Regions from separate parts of the Sus scrofa genome. Here regions 1 and 2 are each linked to region 3. The links are chromatin contacts, called in public Hi-C and HiChIP or PLAC-seq maps. All regions are on one chromosome and are shown on one strand. Each heading gives the region's core, a stretch centred on a gene start, on an enhancer-like site or on the middle of the called end of the contact. The rest is flanking DNA. Distances are from core to core; before and after follow the strand shown. Region 1 holds the start of BBX (HMG box transcription factor BBX). Region 2 overlaps BBX (HMG box transcription factor BBX). Region 3 has its middle 140 kb from the start of CCDC54.

The links. Hi-C and Micro-C count contacts between places; a contact is called where the count stands out from the background. HiChIP or PLAC-seq counts read pairs in DNA pulled down with a chosen protein or histone mark.
Region 1: a contact with region 3 is called in an H3K27ac HiChIP or PLAC-seq map of skeletal muscle, with 3 times the contacts expected there. The contact joins the promoter of BBX here to the enhancer-like site in region 3. A contact is called at or near these places in 2 of 5 promoter capture datasets (fetal skeletal muscle and liver), 10 of 47 Hi-C or Micro-C datasets (alveolar macrophages, embryonic fibroblasts, heart right ventricle and 5 more) and 2 of 2 datasets of contacts at active chromatin or transcription factors (alveolar macrophages and skeletal muscle).
Region 2: a contact with region 3 is called in a Hi-C map of epiblast stem cells, with 1.8 times the contacts expected there. The contact joins two enhancer-like sites. A contact is called at or near these places in 3 of 47 Hi-C or Micro-C datasets (embryonic fibroblasts and epiblast stem cells).

The regions. Positions count from the first base shown.
Region 1 is chr13:152,003,720-152,007,437 of Sscrofa11.1, forward strand. It overlaps BBX (HMG box transcription factor BBX), which reads right to left and starts at 1,359. Exons shown (of 18, transcript XM_021070469.1): 1 at 1,201-1,359.
Region 2 is chr13:151,979,260-151,983,024 of Sscrofa11.1, forward strand. All of the region lies in intron 2 of BBX (HMG box transcription factor BBX), which reads right to left. Among named protein-coding and RNA genes, the nearest start is that of BBX, 24 kb to the right of the region's middle. Within about 2 kb of position 2,307, at least 5 of the 83 cell types and tissues checked have an H3K27ac peak or open chromatin away from gene starts, as enhancers often do. A contact at or near this core is called in epiblast stem cells, where this site is marked.
Region 3 is chr13:152,294,457-152,298,033 of Sscrofa11.1, forward strand. No RefSeq gene overlaps it. Among named protein-coding and RNA genes, the nearest start is that of CCDC54, 140 kb to the left of the region's middle. Within about 2 kb of position 1,400, at least 49 of the 83 cell types and tissues checked have an H3K27ac peak or open chromatin away from gene starts, as enhancers often do. A contact at or near this core is called in alveolar macrophages, embryonic fibroblasts, epiblast stem cells and 5 more, where this site is marked.

The DNA.
Region 1 (3,718 bases), core at 109-2,608, 290 kb before region 3:
AGAGGCATCGACCCCATCCCCGGATAAAGGATCTGCAAGTTTTCTGTCATCGCGACCATGCAATGCCATAACTTACCTTCAGAATTAAGACTTTAAACAGCCAAGGCCTTCCTCCTCCCCTCCACCACCACCACCCCCAGCTTCGCCCTCTCCACCTTAAACTTATTGACACAACATAATCCCACATTCAAGCAAAATCCTGACACAGCCTCCCTCCTCCTCTTCCCCCTCCTCTCTTCCCTCCCGTTCTCTCGTTCTCTCTCCCCCGTTCTCTCTGGTTCTCTCTCTCTCTCTCTCTCTCTCTCCCTCTCGTCCCCCCCCCCCCCCCGCGCCGGCTTTCCCTCCCTCTTCTCTCTCCCCTTCTCCCTCGCCCTCTTCCCCCTCTCTCCCTATTCTTCCTCCTAGCCACTCTGGCACTAAAACAGCACTTTCTCTACTCGCCGCGCATTTGGTTAAGGGTGGGGGGGTGAGAGGGCACCGATCTCCGGGGCCGGAACACCCAAATCCCAACTCTCCAGATGAACGAGCAACTGGGCTGCTGTTCCCGGTCACCGACGCACACGAAACGTTCAATAAATACACTGAGGGTTGGCTCCTCGTACCTTCCTCCCCTGCCCCGACTCCCCAGGCCCCACCTCCCCGGCAGCCGAGCCCAGGCTGGGCTCCACGTACTTTCGCCGAGATGAAGTTTGGGGCTCCCCGGGCGGCCACGAGCCGCCCGCCGGCATGAGGGCTCTGTTGTTGTTTTCCTCGGGCTGCTCCTGCCTGCGCCCCGGCTCCCGTGCCCCTCTCGGGCGGCGCTGCCTGTGTGCCGAGAGGTGCTGGTTGCAAACGCAGCCTGGCACCGGCTGGCCTACTACTCCCCAGCCCGGCCCCCAGCCTCCCGCCCGCAGGGCACTGCCTCTGCGCCCCCCGCCCCCCGCCGGCGCGGCCGCCGCGACCCTCGCCCCCGACCTCTCCCGACCCAAAGTTTTGGCGGAGGGGGAAAGTGCCCGGGGAGCGGGCCGGCTGGCGGCGGCTCCGGACGCGCGGGGTTCCCTCCGTCTTCCTCAAGTCCAGCCTACCGGCTGCCGCCGCCGCCGCCGCCGCTGCTCCTGCCGCGGAGTCCTTGGGGCTGCAGCCCGGCGGCTCGCAAGTGAGTAGGAAAACAGAAAGTGAGGGGAGAGCGCCCGGGAAGGGCTGGGAATGGGGGGCTCTTACCTCGCGGGCTCGCGGGGCGTGAGGGCGTGTGTGTGGCTCGCCCTCAGCGGCCAGTCAGGGGTTCTCTATGGGAAAGTGGAGAGGAGCTCGCTGAGCCGCTCTGCCTCCGCTTCACTGTACACTGCTCCACATACAGTACATGCAACCCGGAGAGACTGAAAACACTCATTTTATATAAGGCAGCCTGCCATTGGCCCGTGCCGTGACGGACAGGCCGCGCGGCCAAACAGAAGACCCGTTACACCCAAACACACGCACACATACACACATTTTACAGAGACACACAAAGATCATCACATTTTCTATTTTCTAATGTTCGGGACCTGTAGACAGTAGGAGAGGACAGGTAGAGAGGCCCAGCAGAGTGGGTTGAGGGGCAAAAACCCTGTCTGCACCAAGTTGCAAGGCTTGAAACTGGTGTCCTTTTGACTTGGGAGGGTTATAGTAATAAACTACAACTCCACTGGATATGGAAGTGAGGGTTTTTTTTTTTTTTTTTTTTTTTTAATCGTTGCCTTGTGGTGCCCCATGGAAGAGGCGTGCATTGTGTTATGATTCTACAGCCTGACTTGGCTAACAAGTGGCCAGGAAAGGCTTTTAATCAGCTTGGATTCTTTTATCAATGGGTTAGCTATCACACAGGCCAAAATAGTGCAAGATAAGTTTATTAGGACTGTAATACATTGAGGTTGTTGATGCTTCATTCGTAGGTAAATTGAGAAAAATCAACACAACGGTACCCAGAAACAAAGATAAACATTTTGCTGAAATAGTGACTCTACTTGTAGCTGATCAGAGGACTGCAAATCACCTGTGTGGGCATACAAACAGTACCGAAAAGTAGACTAAGTCGTGGAAGATTGGTTGTTGACCCTTTTCCTTCAAAATAGGCCTTTTGAATCAATATATGCAAGATCTATATTTTTGATATTTTATATATGATATTTACTTTACTTCAAGTCATATGTGAACATCTCATGTTGGATGACTTTGGGAGATGGTGACCCCAAGGACACTTATTTCTAATTTTTCTTTCTATGATGCATCTTTAACAGTTTATATTTGACAGTCCTACATAAACAAGTCAACAGGTTGCTGAGGAAAAGCCTTAGCTGGAAACTAAGAGAAATAAATTCTAGACCCAACTCTCAAACTTGCTAAACAATCTTGAGCAACTAATTTAGCCTCTTTAACTCTCAGATTTGGTTTGAGGTTTTGTTTTCATTTTTTCTTATAAGGTTAAAATAAGAAGCTTCCCCTAGTTTCCCTTCATTAAATGTTTATTCAGCATCTACTGTGTACCAGGCATTATCATAGGTCCTAGATGTTTTCTTATGGTTCTTTCTGATTTAAGAGTCTGTGAATTATTCTTAAACACAAACATTTTGATGATTAAATAAACATTAGGATTTTATGGACTAGATGTGTAGCTTTAAAACTTAAAGGAACACTGGATAAGAGAACTTATTTCAAATCCCTCTTTATTTCCTTGATGTTATCTTGAGATTTTTCTCTCACATCCATAAAGTTAGCAAATGAGTGTGTATGTGCTTGTGTGTGAAAGACTGGGAACCAGGAACAGATATGGAGAAAATTTAAGTTTATGAAGTATAGAAAACAAATGGTGTTATTTAGAAATGTGATGTTTATTTTTTAGAAGGAAATAATTTTTAACAGAGATAAGTATATAAAATCACATTTTAAACCTATAATAGTAAAGGTTATATTAATGATGCTCTGCATTTAGTTGCCAGAAGGAACAAATGTTCTTTATCCACTCTACACACTGCCTTGAGGTTAGTGCTAAGTATTATCTCTATTTTATCCATAAGAGAAATGGGATTGCTTAAGGTTACTCAGAATACCATTGAAGAAGGAACTTAAACCCAGGACTCTTAATACCCAACATAGGTTTTGAATAACTCAACAGCCCTTTCTTCCAAATTACAAACTTCAGGGGCAAAAGGCAGATGGAGGAAAAGTCAGAAAAAACTTTCTCAGGGATTTCACTGTCCTCTTTTTTGAAGAGGAAAAAAAAATCAACACGAGTTGCTATATTTAATTGCTGAGTGAAATGTGAATTATTTGCTAGAATATTCACGTTATGAAAAATATGAAAGACAGGCCCGCTCCCCACTCCTACTCCTAGACCCAACTATAGGAAAACATTCTCTACTTCTTTATGGCCACAAAATTTTTTTTTGGTTGAAATACACTTAGCAGAATTATTTAAAACTGCATTTTCAAACTTCTAAATCACATATTGCTATCAGTAAAATGTTTGAGTGTATATCCTCAATATGTATATCTATGTACATGTTTTAAAAATGCACCACTGCATAGATATATTAGTTATTATTACAAAGCATACACTCACAAAAACTAAATGAAAAAGAATCAGATAAAAATAAAAATTAAATGTGATATGATATTTTCTTCCCATAATCCTATGTTATAGTCTTAGCACATATCCCAGGGTTTTTGCAGTCAAGTTTGGAGACCTCTGGCAGTACATGGT
Region 2 (3,765 bases), core at 1,057-3,556, 310 kb before region 3:
CACAGCACATGGAGGTTCCCAGGCTAGGGGTGGAATCAGAGATGTAGCTGCTGGCCTACACCATAGCCAGAGTAATGTGGGATCCTTAACCCAATGAGCAAGGCCAGGGATGGAACCTGCGTCCTCATGGATGCTAGTCAGATTTGTTTCCGCTAGGCCACGACAGGAACTCCCAAAAATGATTTATTTAATCATGTGGCCCTAGGTATCACGAACTCATAAAAAAAAATCTGAGTTTTACTTAGCCAATCAAGTAAGGAAATAACCAGTGTTCTGACAGAGGGCTTTAAAAAACTACAGACTTTTGTAAAGCAGAAACTGATACAACATTATAAATCAACTATACTTAAATTTAAAAACTTTTTAAAAAACAAACCACGGTCCTTAAGCTACACTAACATTACCTAAAATTATGGCGACAATAAAGATAAAATTTAAAAACTAGTCATTTATGGCCAGGAATGACTAGAGAACAAATGTCATCTCGGGAAAATTTAAAGAGTTGAGGAATCAAAATCTGGATGCTGAGTGGCTCCCAGGCCTTAGAGCTGATCTTCAGAGGGCAGACAAAAAGGGGCTAATTCAAACAAATTTAACATTATCAAATCAATCTACTGTAAACCCGGAAACTGGCAGGAAAGCTCTGGTCAGGTTAGGTATTAGAGTGAGAAAACTGGTCACTGGGGGACCAGTCAGTGGGACCTAAATAGAAGTTAAGGATTACCTTGAGGTTTCAAGTGTAATATTCCTACTAGAAACAATTAGCGTCTTCAAGCTACTGTAAACAAGTACTCTCCTTTTTACAAACCGAGAACACTTTACGCCCATCCCCCCAAACTGTGAGGAGGACTGGTATGAGAGCACATTTCAAAATCTTTGCTTGGAGCCTAGCAATTTACAATCATGTCACCAAACTGAATGAAGGACCCAGCACAACTGTGATTTTAGGTACTTAATGCATCATCACTACCTACTGGACTCAAACTCAACCAGGGAAGCACCACAGACTACAAACATAGGAATGGGTTTCCTGCTGAATATCCCACCAATTGCTACTCCTTATATAAGAATGAAAAAGGCAATTACTGCTCCCATTAAGAAAATAATTCCATGGACCAGCACAAAGACAGCAACTGTAAACATCTACAGTCTGGAGTCACCCAAATGACCTCCCTCATCGCAAATAAGTTGCTTTCTGAAAACTTCTGCTTTCAACTAAACATAAGGTACTGATCTGCAATCACCAAAGTCCCACAAAAATTAAAAGCTTTTATTTCCATTTAGCTGCCACTTAAGATTTATAAAAGTCCCTTTTTCCTTTCATTCTCTTCTCAACTCCTCACAGAACATACTTTCCTCGTCACAGGTTGCCAATTTTTGGTACGTTAAAAATCCCATCAAGTTGGGCACTTATATGATGTGACAATTAACTTTTAATGATGGATAAAAGAGGTGGATGCTTAAAGTCATTCTGCATGCTATTACTGCACCTATCTAATAAAGGAAAGCTCCTTCATAAAGGTCAAAAATTTTCTTCTTTAATCAGAACTTTTAAAGACAGACCAACTTTGAAAATATATTAAATTGGGTGGGCCAAGAGATGTGTAATAGAATATAGTAGAGCCTTGTCAGTACACTGCAGAAGTTAAGAAACGTCTCCACTCTATTCCAAAAGAAACAACTTCTATTATGTTTATAACTAAAACAAATAACGATTTCATAAATAACTAGCATTTTATATTTAAGGACTACATTTATAGTTTTATGACGTGATGTTTTAATATCTGATGTCTAAAGACATAATCTCCTCGGATACAACTGCCTGCAGGGTCTCCACGTACAGCTGCGCAAGCTGTGCTGTGTACAACCCTAGGGGGCGCCATTCACGTCAGAGAGCATAGCTCTATATATTAATTATGACAATTTCCTGCCAAAAGGAAAGTGTCTTGTTCTAACAAAATCTATCTATTATGACAATTTTCCAACAACTGAAACTATAGAGTATTTCAAGAAAAGAATGTCCTTTAAGTTACACAAAGAAGTAGCAGAGGCCAGCAGCTGCTGGCAACTACCTGGCTCTTGTTCTTTGGAAATTCCACATTGGAGGAAAGCAGGTGAACTCCCAGAAGCAATGCCCTGATCCAGCATACAAAGCTTCCTCCCTGACCTGCAGAGCAGGGGTTAATTTCTCCCAAATGAAGCATTAAAAACAAACCTCAAAAATATTATCTAGGGTCTAAACTCACCTATATTTACTGCACATACATTGGAAGGGATTCAGTCAGTTACAAGGTATGTGAGGTATGCGGTCTTTGTTTCACTATGGCAGTTTCTTAATAAGGCCACCATGAGGCGTCACAGTACACAAATCAGTTAAATCACTCTTTCACAATTAAATCACTCTTTCACAACTAAATTACGGTTTAGGGTTTTAAAACTTCTTTCCTCTGATCAACATCTATGAGAGGTTTAACATTTTCATGGATAGAACAAAATATAACAGCCTGAGAATAACTTTAAAGGCTCTTTAGTTTAAGATTAGGATGAGCTGCTATGAGGCTGGGATGGTTTTTCCCAAGACCAGACTGTAATTAACTTATGGCATTTGATAAACTGGCATGCCATTTAACAATGTGTTATTGTTTTGCAAATTCTGTCTTCGCAGGACACAAGAAGCTAGACCAAAGCCATGTAAGTATCTGCTAGTTACCAAAAGTGTGTTATACTACTAAACAATTAAGAAGTAACTAGGACAATGATAAAATGCTTTCAAAGTTAATATGAGCTCTACTATAAAAATATAACATTTTAGTTCCTTAATCCTTTTTAGCCATTAATAAACAATACACACAAAAAAAGTCACATATTCCTGCTGTGAAAATGGTGCCATCAACTGACTAAAATATGTTCTACATCATTTGGAGCTAAGTAGATTTCTTTAGCAAAACTCCAAACCAGAAATCTTAACGTCTTAGTTCCAGCTTTACCACTCACACGGCCTGGGTCCCAGTTCCTCAATCTGGCCCTTGCTTTCTCCAAGATCATCTGCAATATCCCTTCTAGAGCTTAAATTCTATTATTCTCTTTGAATATAAATTTTCTGAATTCCAAAACTATTTCCTTTTTTATGTTGTGGCATGACAACGTTCTTTAAAAAGTAAAATCACCAGGTATTTCACCTCTGATAATACTATAGAATACTAACTTTTTCAACTTTAGAGGTTTACCATCTGCTTAGAATAATTTAAAAAATAGTTAAGAAGCAAATGTAAATATGGCAATCTACTCGACAAAGAAAGAAGAGATACTTTTATCCTGGGCCATAACTTCACCGTTACAATTCAATAGAAATCAAACTGGGTACAGGGCAGGACGCAGTGGTACAAAGGCCAGGCCAGAAGCACCAGAGGCAGCGTAAGGGGGTGAGCAAGCAGGAGCCAGGCCTCCTTAGAATGAGCTGGAATGGAATGCCAACTCCAACACTTATCAGAAGAATGACCTTGGGCAAGTTGCCGAGCTTCTGAGACTCAATTCCCTCATCTAAAATGGAGATGATAATTCCTCCCTCACAGGCTGTGTCAAGGTAGAAAGAGAGGGACCACTGGATTCAACTGCTTTAAGAGAGGGTAGGAAGGAGTTCTACCTACTTATCCTCATGACTTTTTTTTCATACCCCATTTTAAATGAAAAACCAAAGTAAAGAGAAGCAAGTTCACAGTTTGTAACCCCATCCATTTTATATGCCTTCTTCAAGAAATACAGGCT
Region 3 (3,577 bases), core at 150-2,649:
ATGCTCTATTTCTTGATCTGGGTGGTGGCTGCAAGGGTATGTTTGTGTTAGTCTGTGTAAGTTTCTTGAACTGTACATTTACAGTTTGACTACTTTTCTGGATTTTGTACTTCAACAAAAGTTTATTAAACATTTTTCAGAAATCCAGTTCAGTAAGTTGTCCTATTAGTAAGGATTGAAAAGAAAGACTAAAAGAACACATAAACATTTTGATAGTTTTTGTGGATTGGGATGATGCTGAATCTTTATTTTCTGGTATACAATTTTCAGTATTTTCCAATTACTATAGTGGACATACATTACCTTTATCAGTAGAAAAAAATGCTATAAAAATACAATTGTGTTAGATCTTGTATTAGGTTTAATACTAATTTAGTCACAATGTAAGGACTTTGGTTTTTGCTTTCAGATAGGAAGGGATTGCCATTTTAGAGTAGAGATCTGGGGGCTTCTGGGCAGCCTTGCCAGGAACTCAAAAAACGGGCCCGGTCTTTCAGTAGGGAAGAAGAGAAGTGCTGGGGTAGGGACCATCAGTAGGTGGGGCCCTGTAAACCCGAGGGGTAGGGGGTTACAATCCCAGTAAAGAAGGGGGAGAGTGGCCAGGGCAGGGTTGTAGTCCTCCTGGAACCAGGGTCCTGCAAAACTGTAGTCAGACCAGGGACCACCCTACCTCCATGCTGAATAAATTGAAAGACTGTAGTCTAATTACTGTAACTCCCCATGTTTTTGTGAAGCCAGAAGCTAAGTGTTTTGTTTTTTAATTTTTATGAGGTTGTTAAAAACAAAACAAAACAAACAAACAAAAGACAAGCGACAGAGGCTGTTCCTGGACTGCAAATCCTAAAATATTTTTTACTTGGATTTTTACAGAAAAACTCTGCCAACTCCTTGATTAAGAAACTCTAGGCTGATAAAATTTTAAGGTATTTTAAAATGTTACCTGGGTAAGCTCTTGGAGGAGCTGGGTGTGGAATGGGTCCGCAGGGGCACTTTTGCTCAGTGGTATCAGGAGATGTGGTACTGCCCAGGCTCGTCAGACACAGGAAGTCAGAATCCACTGAGGAGAGAGTAAAAACTCACCTCTGGAGACTCCAGCCAGGATAGGAATGGTCAGGCACCAGTAGCCACACACAACTGGCTCGTCCTGGCAGAGGGCTCCAAAGGATGAGCGAGGGTCACTGAAGCTCTCAGCGAACTGCAAAGGAAGGGAGGTTTCATCTTGGAAAGCAGCACAGTCACTCCTGGAGAAGCCAACAGAGCGCCCTGCCGCGTTTTCTCTTCTCTTCTCTGCTGTAGAGAGCCGCGGGAACTGCGAGGTCGGCTCGCGCATCTGTAACTTTTGGAGAAGCGCCGCGTGGGTGCGGCTGCTGCCCGGCGCCTGCGCAGCTGTGCTCGCAAGATCCTCCCACCGCGCAGGCTCCGCGGGTCAGTCCGCAGGGGGGCGGGGGGAGCGACCCTGTTTGGGTACCGAGGGCGGGGGGAAGCAGGGCGGAAGAACTTGTACTGCGTCTTTTGCTGAACAATTTTGAGAGTTAGTAGTGAACACCATAACCCTTCACCCTTAAATATTACCGATATTTGATCTGCGCAAAAGACAATTTAATTCAGCCAATATCTCAGTACTATCTCCTAAGAATGAAAGCTTCTGCTACATCACGGTTTCTCTGTCGCGACGCTATTGATTTGGGGGAGGACGATTCTATGTTGTGAGGTTAGGGGGACTGTCTTGTGCATTTCCAATGCTTAGTTGCACTCTCGACCTCTACATAGTAGATGCCAGTAATAACCTTCCCTTTCCTCCCCAACTATGACAACCAAAAAATGTTTTCAGACACTGTCAAAAATGTGAGGTGGAAGGCAGGGCGAAGTGACTCCAGTTGAGGACTACTGAACTGTAGGGTCACAGTGCTGTGTCTTAGGAATTGTATCAGTCATAAGGAGTCGGAATCCATTAAATCTTATTACATTACTATGCTTTATATACAGTCCATGTTAGAATTTCTGATCGCCCCTCCCCCACACCAGCCCAAATCTTTGCTTACCCTAGTGTTGTTTGTAAAATATAAAAATCCAGGATTTAACAAGAATCGCGTATTGATTTTTGTTAGCAAGTCCCTTTAGTTTCCTTCAATTTAGATTACTTCCTCGGCATTTTTGGTTTGTTTTCTGGCAGTGGCTTTTTGGGAAAGTTCAGGCCAGTGGTTTTCCAAAATATCCTTCAATTTGGATACTCATATTGATCCTCCTTGTAAAATTCACATTGAAGTTTTTGTTTGTTTTGGTTTTGGCTGGAATTCCACTTAGGTGATGTTGTATCTTTTTTTTTTTTTTTTTTTTTTAAATTTTAGAACAACCGGGAGTTCCCGTCGTGGTGCAGTGGTGAACGAATCCGACTAGGAACCATGAGGTTACAGGTTCTGTCCCTGCTCTTGCTCAGTGGGTTAATGATCCGGTGTTGCCGTGAGCTGTGGTGTAGGTCGCAGATGCGGCTCAGATCCTGCGTTGCTGTGGCTCTGGCGTACGGATAGCAAAAAGACAAAAAAAAAAAAAAAAAAAAAATTTAGAACAACCATTTATCTTCCAGTGATTTGAGATGCCACTTTTATCACATAATTCCCACATTGTACTTGGCTCTATATCTGTATTTTCTATTTTCTTCCATTGATCTGTTTGTCTACTCACATGTAATCTTACATTGTTTCAATTATAGAAACTATAATATTTCCAATATCTGGTAGAGCTAGGCCTGCCTCATTGCTGTTTTCTTATTTTGATTTCCTATTTTTTGGGTAATCTTGCTTATTTTTTTTTCCCATGCAAACTGTATAATCTGGCTCCACAAAGAATAGTTTCAAAATTGGCATTAATTTATAATTTTACATTATTCAGTTGTCTAGCAAGATTTATTTTTCCTTTTATTCAAGTCCTAGTTTTGCACCTTTAGAGAAAGCTTTAAAGTTTTTCTTGTGTAAGTTTTGCACAGTTCTTTTTAAGTTTACCCCTAGGATATTTTTTCATTTTTATTGGTAATGTAAATGGGGTCATCTCTGTTTCCTCTGTAACTGTTTATTGCTTAATATATGAAGACATTGATTTCTATATGTAATTTTGATCCTGCTCTCCTATTGAATCTCCTATTGCTTCTGGTTTTGCATTGATTTTATCAGCATTTCTATTTATACTTTTATATAATACCAGTGATTATTCTTTTTAAAGCTCAAATTTCCTGTCTCTGGCTTCTGTGTTCATTTGACAACCTCAGATGTCTTGATAGCTTCCTTGCTTTTGGACACTTTCAGAGTTCTAGTGTCATTAGAACAGTTTCATTTACTGCTCCAGACCTAGAATCAGCCATTTCTTAAAGGAGTCTTCATTGCTTTCAGTGCAAATGGTATTTATGACCACAATCTGTGCACATAAGGATGTTCATGGCTGAAAAACTTGTTACTTCTCAGGCATTTCAATACAAGTAATAGGAAGTATGTGGTTTTTCCAAAGAAAGAGTAGTTAATCGTAAATTTGTGCTGATATTCCAACTTTAGTGAAAGATTATAGAATTTTTTACTTAGCTTAATTT